Linked DNA regions of Mus musculus: region 1 is linked to region 2. The links are chromatin contacts, called in public Hi-C maps. All regions are on one chromosome and are shown on one strand. The core of a region is the stretch at or near the end of the contact, and the rest is flanking DNA. Distances in the headings are between cores, read along the strand shown. Region 1 has its middle 67 kb from the start of Pla2g4a. Region 2 overlaps Pla2g4a (phospholipase A2, group IVA (cytosolic, calcium-dependent)).

Region 1 (6,174 bases), core at 832-3,331, 170 kb after region 2:
ACATCAGGTAAGTAAAAAGAGACCATTGCTAGGGTCAGAAGTTTGGGGAGCAATTGAGAGGAGAACAGAAGGATATCATGGATCTGATAAGAGAAATAGAAAATGGCGGGGGGTGTCTCTTGTTAAAGGAGGGAAATACATACAAAAGAAGATAAAATAACAGTAAGCATGTCTCAAAAAGACATAAGGAATAATGCTATTAGCAAAAACCACTAATACATGTACATTCATGTACAAATAAACATATATAATTTAAATAAAATGTTCTAATCTGGACTGACACTGCTCCTTCAAAAAGCCAAAGACCAGCTTACAAAAACTCCAATACCTGGCATAAGAATTCCTCTTCTGAGTTGCTCTGGGTTGCCCAAGAGACTCCAAAACATTGCAGGCTACCAATATTGCCCTTGGTTTTTCAACACAGGTAGAACAACAAAGGTTCTTTATTGTAGAAACACCACACACTTCAGACATAGGGTCCAGGGGCCCCTGAGATGAGCTGACCTGTAAGCCTCCTCCCTGGGGAGTAGATTTTATGGTACTAGATGGCACCTTGAAAGCTTCAAAAAAAAAAAAAAACAATCGACAGTCTTGGCCAGAATTGATGCCTACTAGCCACAGCAATGATCAACAGGGCATCAAAACCTATATCTTGACAGGAACCAACAGCTCTCTAATTTGACTTAAGAACCACTCAACAAGAGGTAAATCATGCCTGGTAATGGAAACCTAGCTGTAGGCTTAGATTTTTCTCTAAATCTACTTTATTTAGGGTTCTTGAACACTTCAACCTCCCTTCTAGTTCAGCGACTGAAAAAGAAGGTTCATAAGAACAGGGTTTGGTGGGCCAGTTTAGAAGTAGTTCTTTGGCAGTGATTTCACTCTTCAGTGTCAGGATACCAGCAGTCCAGTCCAATAGCAAACAACAAACATGAATCAGTAGCAGTCCTCTATCCAGCAGAAACTACAAGCCCTGCCCAGCCCCCTCCACCGAATCAGCATGAGTCAGCGGAATCAGCCAGAATACCAAGAGAAGGACTTTGGCACATTTCTTTCTGCAAAGTGAAGACCAGGGAAAACCAAGGAAGACCAGCAAAGTGTTGCAGGAGAGACAAGGGGCCAGACATGATAAGACTTGGATAGGACTATGCCTTACTCCCAGTGACACAGGGCAATCACATTTTTTATTGAGAGGTAGCTTAGCACAACAATCACTCATTATAGGCATAGAATCCAGAGTTTGTCACACATCTGAGGTCACTGCTGTCCATCACAGGAAGTCCTCCCTTTCCATTCTACAATCACTCTATTCTTTCTTCATTTTTCCTTTTCTTTTCTCCTTTTCTATCTATGTCTTTTATTTATTTCTCTATTGATTGATTAAGAGTTTTGTGTTTGTTTTGAAACAGGGTGTTACTCTGTGTCCCTAAATGGCCTGGGACTCAGAAACTCAGGCTAGCCACCAACTCAAGGAGATCCTCCCGCACAAATTTGCTTAATGGCAGGATTACATAATTACCTGATTACATAATGTAAGTTGCCAAGCCAACCTCTATAACAGTCATTTTCCACTGGCACCTGTAGCACTGAGGTGTTACCTGTCTTTTTGACCTTTTATAAATACTTCTTTAAAGTTATGATAGATTGAAAGGGTTATATCTTGTCTGCTATGTTTCTTGTGTGACTGCCTCATGACAAATGACAGAGGTCAACGAAGCTATAATTTGTCTTGGTGGTGGTATCTTACCAGTGTGTTTTTGTAAACTGAGGCATGGGGGTGGAGATGAGTCACTGCAGTCATAAAATTAGTGAGTCCCTGGAAGGAAAGGATCATGCAGGGCATGATGCTGAGTCTTCATGCCCTTGTTCTGTGTTGCCACTCACTGTTTAGACTTTCCTTCCTATCAGAGTTCTCCCCGATGGAAACAGCCCAGGGGAGGAAATCCCTGTGTTTGTAGACTCATTTTGGAAAAGAAAGCTTTGTATGTTTGTGTTTGATAACACTGTTATAGTTACTAAACCATCGGCTCATGGTTCTGGAATCCTGTGGAATTCCAATGTGCACTAACAGCCCGCTCTGTTCTATCTTCTCTTCTGGTCAGACTGCTCTGGGGTAGCAGAAGTTAGTCAGTGACTTCCCTCGTCCTCCAGTCTAGCCCACATGGAATTCCAGTATCAGTGGGTGTGGACGGGTAACAGGGAGCTGCATTTTTTCCTCTCTATAAGCTGTTTTACAAATGCCCATATAGACATGCAAGAGGACCAACCAGAGAGAAAAATATCAAAACCTAGGAAAGGGTTGAAACTGATCACTTCAGGAGAATTCTCTTACTAAGGTCTAAAGTTGGACTTGATTGTTTTCTCTGTCAACTTTTGTGTCATCTCTGAAGGATTGTCCACCCCAGGGGAGTAGGTTTTTGATGGCTATGGCAGATGACTACTAGAACCAGTGAGTCTCACTGCTAGGCAAGGGTATCCTAAATCTGAATAGAAAGCAAGGAAAATATAAAGTGTACATTTCAATAAACTATTTTCTTTATAAATTTATTTATTCTACATGTGTATGGCTATACATGCATACCACAACCTGTGTGTGGAGGTGGGAGGACAATCATCAGGAGTTCCTTCCATCTTTGAACCCCAGGAATTAAATTCAAGTTGCGCATCAGCCTTGACAGCAAGTACCACCACATACTAACCATCTTGATGACCCTCAATGCTTTATTTAGGTAACCGATTGACTGATTTTCACTCTCTTGTTTGTGTTTCTTAGATGATTTTGCAATTTTACAAGATAATACAAGATATTTTTACATCTTGTTGTCATCAGCTCTATTTTCAAGTAGCTCATAGAATGGCTAAGCTAAATTAACCTCACAGCCAGAGAACAGCTATGGTAGTTGGAATGAAAATGGCCACCATAGGTCCACAGAGAGTGACACTAAATATGACCTTGTTGAAATTGGTGTGGCCTTGTTGGAGAAAGTATGTTTCCTTCAATTCTTCTGCATGCCAGATATAGAACTCTCAGCTCCTCCTCAAGATGCCAGCCTACTGCAGTGATGATAATGAACTAAATCTCTGAAAATGTAATCCAGGTCCAACTAAGTGTTTTCTGTTCTAAGAATTGCCATTGCCGATCCCTTTAGCTCCGTGGGTACTTTCTCTAGCTCCTCCATTGGGAGCCCTGTGATCCATCCAATAGCTGACTGTGAGCCAGTACCCCGGAGCTCTTGACTCTAGCTGCATATGTATCAAAAGATGGCCTAGTCGGCCATCACTGGAAAGAGAGGCCCATTGGACACCCAAACTGTATATGCCCCAGTACAGGGGGACGCCAGGGCCAAAAAAATGGGAATGGGTGGGTAGGGAAGTAGGGGGGAGGGTATGGGGACTTTTGGGATAGCATTGGAAATGTAATTGAGGAAAATATGTAATAAAAACTATTAAAAAAAGAAAGTAAAAGCACACAAAAAAGATGCTGTTAAAAGAGTGAACATGAGGAGAAAGAAAAGGATACTTAAAAAAAAAAAAAAAGAAGAATTGCCATTGCCATGGTTTGTCTTGAGAGCCACAGAAACCCTAACTAAAACAACAACATAATTATTAAACTTTCATATCCAAACAGATTAAGTCCAACTCCCCACCCCTTTGAGACAAAGTCTCACTTTGTAACTCTGATGGCTTGGAACTTGCTATGCAGACCAGTTAGCCTAAAACTCCCAGAGATCTGACTGTTGCTGTCTTCTAAGTACTAGGATTAAAGGGGTGCATAGAATTGATAGCTTATAATACGTTTGTATACAGATATACAGCACAGATAACCTGCCATAAAGAGAATTGTAATGAACTATACTGTACCTTACATTTCAGAAGAACAATAAAAGTTCCTCCTTTCATTCTCTCTTAAGAAGCCCATTCCTTGGCTGGAATTAGAGCCTACTTCTTCCAGATTCTGGTGTATACTGAAGAGCATCTGAGATAACCAGCCTCATAAACTAAACAACTACTGGGTTTTTAAATCTTCCATTGGTAGACAGCCATTAAATTAGATGGACCACAAGCTGTAAGCCATTTTAATAAATCTCCTATATATGTTCTATAAATTCTGTTCCTCTAGAGAACTCTGAGTACCAAATGTTCAAACATCTGAGTCTATGGGGAAATTCTTATTCAAACCATCACATTTGGCTATATATCAAGTTCAAAAGCCAACCTGGGCTAGATGGCAAAGACCCTTTCTCAAAAGAAAGAAAAAAGAAGAGAGAAACGGAAATTTTTCCCCACCTAAAAGACAGTGACAATACTACACAAGTCATTAAAATGTACACATAATTTTTAAAAGACTTATATTGATGTTGATGTGTATGTGTTTGTGTATGTGTATGTGTAAGTATGCTACTTGTATGTGAAATGCCAGAAGAGGGCATCAGACATACTGAAGCTCAAGTTATTGATGGTTTTTAGCTGCCCATGTGGGTATTAGGAAGCATGTAGGTATCCTGGAAGAATAGCAAGCCACCATTACTACTAAAAGTCATCTATCCAGTCCCTGTACACATAATTTATATAACTAGCAATTCAATGCATTTGTTTGCTCTGGGATGCAGTGCACCACTATCTCAGAGCTTCCCTTTTCTATTTACTGTAAGAACCAGGCAAGTGAATGCCTAGACCATGGGGTATGGCCTCAGATAAATCTACACTATCTATATGCAACTTGCCAGTTAGATTTGCAGTAACACTCTCACGCAGACACGCATGCAGGCAAAAATACCAATGTTCATAAAATAAACATAAAGAAGTTATATAAAAAACAAGAATTATAAATGAAGAGAGATGGGAAGAGGAGTAAGAACCATTCCATGGGATCTGGACCTATTGTGCAATTGAGCTCTTTTCCCGAACTCCTAAGCACTAGATAGTGTGTTAGAAAAGTTCCCGCTAGCCGGGTGTGGTGGTGCATGCCTTTAATCCCAGCACTCGGGAGGTAGAGGCAGGCAGATTTCTGAGTTCGAGGCCAGCCTGGTCTACAGAGTGAGTTCCAGGACAGCCAGGGCTACACAGAGAAACCCTGTCTCAAAAAAAAACCAAAAAAAAAAAAAAAAAAAAAAAAGAAAAGAAAAGAAAAAAAGAAAAGAAAGAAAAAGAAAAAAGAAAAGTTCTTGCTTTGCAAAGATAAAGTCAAACCCAGTCCATCTTTAAAACTAAGTAGCCAATGTCAACAACAAAACCTCTGAACTGAAAATTGGAGTTTGCCAAGTTGATGACTGTGGCTGAGGAAAGGTCTACACTGGCAAAGCTGGAAAGTTAGGAGGTATGATGAACAACACTGGGTAGGAATGTTTCATCACGGTACTGAGTGAGAACAAATAGATTAGACCTGACTTCTGAAGGAACTTACAAGCATATGAGGTGGTGTGTAAATACCTCTGGTTGCTCAACCCCTACAGGAGACTTGGGTATTTAAAGCTACACCACATGAAAGCTGTGGGAAAGGAAGAATCTCTGCAGGGTCAGTGAAAGTGGGGATGAGCACACAGCAGACTTCAATAGGAGAATGTTCACACATCAACCAATACACACCAAGGCACTCCATTAGACCAGCATAAGAGGCTAGAGTATCTCCAACTGTAAATGGCAACAATCATCTGTCTTAGTCAAGGTTTCTGTTGCTGCAACAAAACACCATGACCCAAAGCAGGTGGAGAGGAAAGGGTTCACTTCTATCACCAAAGAAAGTCAGGACAGAAACTCAAACAGGACAGGAACTGGAGGCAGGAGCCAATGGAGACACCATGATGGGGTGTTGCTTACAAGCTTGCTCATCTTAGTTTGCTCCAGCTGTTTTCTTATAGAACCCAGGACCACTAGCCTAGGGATGGCTCCACTGACAATGGGCTGGTACCTTCACCCATCAATTACTAATTAAGAAAAAGCCTTAGAACTGGACCTTTTCTCAAATGAAGTTCCCTCCGTTCAGATGATTTTGGCTTGTGTCAATCTGACTACCCAGCACAACTTCATCCTTAGGAAAAACAAATGAACTCAGTAGATGTACTTTATCTTGGAAGCCACAATCCCCTTGAAAGTAGCATAATAGTAAGGGCAGTCCTGTGCTTTTACCAACTCTGATCTTAGTGTGAATAAGGGGATTCCAGATGGAACATCTTC
Region 2 (6,119 bases), core at 2,204-4,703:
TGAGAATTCTGCCTTAAAGAGTTATGTCGTATCTGATGAATCCATCACATAGATTCAATTTACAACAGACAAATATTTGGATATCTGTGTCTTGAACTCTGGCCTGAATTATCTCATGTCCACTTGTTAGTCAAGATAATGTGTGTCACAGTAAACACTATAAACACAAAGTAAACAGGAAAGAAGCCACGTGACTGATGAATAACTCCTCCAAAATTTATTTCTACAGACAATTAACTATTTCACACACAACTAATATGGCAATTTTTATTATTTTATAATTTATCTTGTTTCAAAATGTCTGAAAGCTGAAGTCCTAGGTATGAGATAACTGCACCTTTTTACTCATTTTAGACTAAGAAACTGTGTCACTCAAAATTTAATGTGTATGAGCAGAGTTGCCATAGAATAAGATATAAGCTTCTTCCAATATTAATGTGTACATTGGACAAAATCTAAAATGTAAAGCCTTTACTTTTCCTTAGGTTCCATAAAGAATGTGTACAATTAAGAGGGGAATATCTTCTCACTATCTTAAAAGTGGCATTTCAGTTGTACACTATAGAAGGGGTATTTTGGGTTTTGTTTCACTTTTTATTACTGTTATTTACTTCTTTCTGTGTGAGACGGGAGGTCACACACATGCTATTGCCCATGTATAGAGGCTAAGGGCCACATGAGGGAGTTGGTTCTGTCATATGAGTCTTGGAGGTTTCACTTAGGGTGTCAGACAAGACAGTAAGTGACTTTATGCACTGAGCTATACACAGGAATTTTAATAAACTCATTTGAACCACAGGGATCACAGTTTGTGATAAACCTTTTAGCCTTCACAATAAACATGGGATTTTTCTAAAACTCCTACAGGACGGGAAGAAGATAAGGTTTCTTTCTGGAAAACCCTCATCTGTATGTACACTAACAAGCTCGGTGAATTCAGCCTAATACACAATTATGTCTAGCAATGGTGGTATCTAAATAATACATTTGGAGGAATTTATTATTGAACTAATTAGAACTTTTACATGTGTATCTCAATCAAGTAAACACAAATCACATTAAAAAATAATTTAAATGAAGTGTTTACTGAGATGGAAGAATAAACCTTTTTCCAAGATTATTAACAGAAACCAACTTTCCGTTGGAACGCGTCAAGAGCCTCTCAAACACTGAAGCCGGAGAAGTTGCTCAGTGTTTAAGGGCACAAATTGTCCCTGCAAAGGACCCAAGTTTCATTCCTAGCACCCACATCAGGCAGTGCACAACTGGAAGTCTGGCCTCAAGGCGCCAACCCCTCTCTTGCCTCCTTGTGCACATACACTGACACATAACTAGATAACCAAAACGTACTACTCTAAAACAAATCTCAAGAACAAATGTTTAGTGTATATGCTATACACTTTAGAATGATTCATTCCTTATGTTGATTTTACTTCTTTAAATTGCTAATAAGTGTTTTTATTTTTATTTTTTCAGGGAAAAGGCATGAGACAAGGTGATATATACACAGCAATTATTCTCCCAACCTCACAGCAAGGGGAAACCCCAGGCTGGCCACACTTGTGTATCGCTATGCCTCACTGACCTAGAGCTCCCTCAGAGTGGCTCGTTTTCTCTTTCCTATTCGTGTTATTATAGCCAAAGCAGAGAAATCCTCCCATGAACGAGCTCCTGGAAGAAAGGCCTTAAAGTGTGTTTAATCTTCACAACAGCAGAGGTTACACAGAACACGCTGGCCGGTGAATCTTGAGGTCCAAGCATGTTGCGAGTGCATCTAAACTCTGGACGAGTGCAGAAAGGAATGAAAGAAAGAAACCAGGTGAGGGTTCAGAACAACTGTTAAGACAAACAATAAAGAGGCATAATTCCTACAGTCACCGAAACACAGGGTGGCCCCTTTCAATTCTCATCTCACTTAAGCAGCAAATGATTGCTTATTCTCCATAGGTCCCAAATGTTTTTGTGTTATTTATATACACATAAATGTATTGTTTAATATTAAAAAAATTAATTTGGAACTCAGTGCTTTCTCTTATGGTCCTAACACTGACAAATAAAAGCATATTGGATACTATAAAACTACCAGGAAGTTCTTGAAATGTGGGGAACGTTTGCTAGGATGTATGCAGTGCAAACCTCAGATGAACTGTTTTGGCAAAATGATACTGAAAAAGAGATGAAACGAAGTATACACCAAGAAAACTTCCATTCTTACATCAGCAAAACAATGACTAATAAAGCCACAGGGATGGGTGGTGTGTGATGGAGGGAAGACTTAGAACAGCCCCTGAGACCTGTGGCCCAAGCCAAGATTTGCTGAGCCATTTGGAACAAAGACAACAGAACTAGTTTCTCTGATATTCTTTGTCTAGAAAGTTAAGTAGCTGAAGGTCCTTTATAGATCTAACAGCTATGAGTATGATTTGCTTGATTCTGTCAGCAGTCACCGTAAAGCACGAGTTTCAGAAGAAGCATTTACCACAGGACAGTTAAGACAAACAGTATAGTCACAAAACAAGAAAAATAATGCTTCCAGCTGTATGTTTTAATCCATTTTTAGTTCGGGTAAACTTACTCTATCACAATTAGATTTTTATTACAGATAATCTGCATAGATTTGGGGATAATAAATGTATAATTAAAAGCAACTCATGCCGGGCAGTGGTGGAGCACGCCTTTAATCCCAGCACTTGGGAAGCAGAGGCAGGCAGATTTCTGAGTTCAAGGCCAGCCTTGTCTACACAGTGTGTTCCAGGACCGCGAGGGCTATAAGAGAAACCCTGTCTTGAAAAAAGAAATAAAGAAATAAAGAAAAAATGTAACTCATATCCAAGAATTTAAGGCCGTGCACGCAATACAAAATGCAACATTTGTTCCCCTTAAAGTCAAACAAACAGAAACCAACAACAAATTCTGAAGCCTATAATAATTTCCAAAGGCAATGGGAAAGCTTCAGGGAGTTTTGTTGTTTATCTGATCTAAAGTTTTACAGCATCATAGTAATGACCTTAAGACAGAGATGATTAAGAAATGATATTTAGACGACTAAGATAAGATGATGGGGTGATTGAGAGGAAAATTTCAGGCCACCATATAAAAGATGTATCCCATATAACTTACCAGCAAGGCTAACGTAACATTTAATCTGTAAGTCACAGGGAACTGAAGAATAAAAGGTTACTACACTTGGGAATTTCACTTAGGGACAAGTGTGAAAGTGACTAGATTCTTAACCAAGCAACTTCACAAGGTTTCCTAGTCTTGCCTGAAAACTGGAGAGGAATTTTCCCTGTCCAGATGGGCACTGCAGAAGGCTCCACTCCAACCCCTGTGCTGCACGTTCCCTGTTACCACAAGGGGGCGCCAGGCCTAGAGAACTTTCATCGCATCCTCAAAGATCCCATCTGTAGAGACCTGGCCTTTTCCAAAGAGGCCCGCCCACGGGATAGAAAGGAGGAAATGAGACATAGCTGTGCTGCTTCTTCTCTTTCCGTTGCCAGGCACGACTGTGGAGGCGTTTGGGGAATGAGTCTGGTGTTTTTTGGAGTCACTCCTGGAAGCCTCGGACTTGCTTCTCTAATCCTTGGAACAACTCTGGAAGCACCTATTTCCCTACTTTACACTATTCTATAATTATCACGGTAGAGGTTTCCTGTTGACTCTAGGGGAACCCTGATCAATTAAGAAAGTATTTCAAAGAATATTTTCTATACTAGCATGGCTAGGCCATTACCTAACCAATGTATTTTTCTTCAATAGTAGCAGTAGTAGTAGTGGTGGTAGTAGGAGTAGCAGTAGTAGTAATGTCTCTCACAAGTCAATGTTCTTAAAATTGAGTCTAGTTAAATGTTGACCATAATTACAATGCTTCTCCCCAATTAAAATTAAAGATATCCTGAAGTAGCTTAGACGGCTTACATACCTGCTACCGCTGCGTCGAGCTCGTCATCGAAGGAATCCTGAGAGCTGAAGTCTCTCAGGGGAGACAGTGGATATGATGTGTTGAGATTCAAGCCCAGCATGAAGTTATGCACCTTTCCGGCACGTCCTTCTCGGGTATTGAATAAAGCCGAGTCGCTCACCAAGGCCATTAGCATCCGATGGACCCAACTTGCTTGGTTGTCGCTTTGGTACTCTTTTTCAGCTTCTTCATTCTCGGTGCCTGAAGGGGAGGAACATGCCACATGCCAAATATTTACACACGTGCCAAAATGTACAGGTTTTGGCTATTATTAGCTTTGTTAATCATCAAAATTAAAACTAAAGTTCTAGGGCTTTTGTGCAATAAAATAAAATAATATAACAGAATATAAATGCCCAGTCGTTTTTTGTTTTCAAGTCCTCATAGTTACCTTTTACCTACACACAAGGTCAGTCTATATTCTTCACTGAAACCTCTGGATCTATTTAAATTTTTCACATAAAAATTTTTCTTCCTTCTCCCTCTCCCTAGCTCTCTTTCATCCAACACACACACACAACACAGACACACACTGAGAGTCCATATTACTTCATACTACCACCTATGTTTTCTAATTTTTCCTAAGAGTCCATATCCTGCTTAATAAACATCCAAGAATTACACAAAGCTAGGCAGGACAGCAGACCCACCATCTGACTGCTGATAAATAAACACTCTCATGCATCGATCTTATGACCTGCTTATAAAGTCTGGGGATTTAAAACTCTGTAATTTAAACAAATGATATAAAGTGTTTTAAAATTCACCAGTGGTCCAGAGAAGCAATGACAAATGATTTCCTCCTCGCAAACTATGCCCAGATCAACTCTAGGGGAGGGCTCATTCTGTGTTCTAATCCTCTCCACGTTTAGTGAGTTTGAAGGAACCACTTTCCAGCCTTCCTTTCCTCATTAGGAAGTCAATCGCGCAGGATTATAATGAGAGTTATTGTGATTTGGATCTCAGGGTAAAGTTCTCAGGGAAGCGGCTGGCCTTCGATTCCAGCTGGGAATAGAAAGTCTTACAGCTGGCAAACTGCAGCATAATCTTATCAGTGTCAAAGAACACCTGAGCAGAACCCTTCTGCTCTGGCATCTAGGAACCAAGTGAATAACTATACACGCATACATAAAATTCTGTGTATTAATGGGTTATTTTTCTTTTTTTTTTTTTAGATTTATTTATTTATTACATGTAAGTACACTGTAGCTGTCCTCAGACATCCCAGAAGAGGGCATCAGACCTCATTACCGATGGTTGTGAGCCATCATGTGGTTGCTGGGATTTGAACCCACAATCTTCGGAAGAGCTTTCGGCACCCTTAACCACTGAGCCATCTCTCCAGCCCCATGGGTTATTTTTCTTAATTTTTAAAAAACTTATTTGTACTTTATGGTGTTTTTGTCTGCACATTTACATGTATTGCTTGAGAAGGCCAGAAGAGGGCGTCAGATTCCTTGGAACTGGAATTACAGATGGTTGTAAGCTGCCACAGGTGTCCAGGGGCCTCTGGTAGAGCAGCTAGTGCTTTTAACTGCTGAGCCAACTCACTACACCCACCACCACCTTGTGTGTTTTGAAAGATGAGCATCTATATTCAACTTCTACAATTTCCAATAAATATATACTAAACACACATAAAGCCGTAAGCAGACATCAGAGTAACCAAACTCTTCATTATAGAGAAAAAAGGAATGGACCTGAAAAAGATTCAGACGGCATGTTTCCAATTATATACCATTCAGGGAGAGACAACAGTATGGAGGGAGCAAAGGAATTAGTTTTCCCCAGCTGACCAATGGTTAGGTAGAGAAGATTTTGAGAGCTGTAAAATGACTCCATGTGACACTCTAGTGCATCATCCACATTGGGCATTAGAGACCAGGACACGTCCACTGAAGGGCATCCATGTAACAGAGAGTACCACTCTGATGGAACAAGTTATAGTGCGGGCGGGGAGGGGACATTGTCTGGGAGAGTATGGGGCAGGAGATTTACCAAAATGACCTATCTGTTCCATCTTTCATGGAACCTAAAATGCTTGTTTTAAAAGAACAGTAAGAACTAATAAAAAAAATATTCACAGTGTCAACCTCTAACTTAAAACAAAACTAAAACAAAAACAGCAAATTCAAAGTTCTTAAACTTCTCAGCCTCA

What was found. A called contact is a pair of places that touch in the nucleus more often than the background predicts.
Region 1: a contact with region 2 is called in a Hi-C map of adipose-derived mesenchymal stem cells, with 2.4 times the contacts expected there. The contact joins two enhancer-like sites. A contact is called at or near these places in 6 of 484 Hi-C or Micro-C datasets (adipose-derived mesenchymal stem cells, cerebral cortex, embryonic stem cells and 3 more) and 3 of 115 datasets of contacts at active chromatin or transcription factors (bone marrow-derived dendritic cells, heart atrium and pancreatic cancer cells).

What each region holds. Positions count from the first base shown.
Region 1 is chr1:150,025,405-150,031,578 of GRCm38.p6, forward strand. No RefSeq gene overlaps it. Among named protein-coding and RNA genes, the nearest start is that of Pla2g4a, 67 kb to the left of the region's middle. Within about 2 kb of position 2,082, at least 36 of the 459 cell types and tissues checked have an H3K27ac peak or open chromatin away from gene starts, as enhancers often do. A contact at or near this core is called in adipose-derived mesenchymal stem cells and pancreatic cancer cells, where this site is marked.
Region 2 is chr1:149,853,523-149,859,641 of GRCm38.p6, forward strand. It overlaps Pla2g4a (phospholipase A2, group IVA (cytosolic, calcium-dependent)), which reads right to left. Exons shown (of 18, transcript NM_008869.4): 14 at 3,923-4,162. Among named protein-coding and RNA genes, the nearest start is that of Pla2g4a, 100 kb to the right of the region's middle. Within about 2 kb of position 3,454, at least 60 of the 459 cell types and tissues checked have an H3K27ac peak or open chromatin away from gene starts, as enhancers often do. A contact at or near this core is called in adipose-derived mesenchymal stem cells and pancreatic cancer cells, where this site is marked.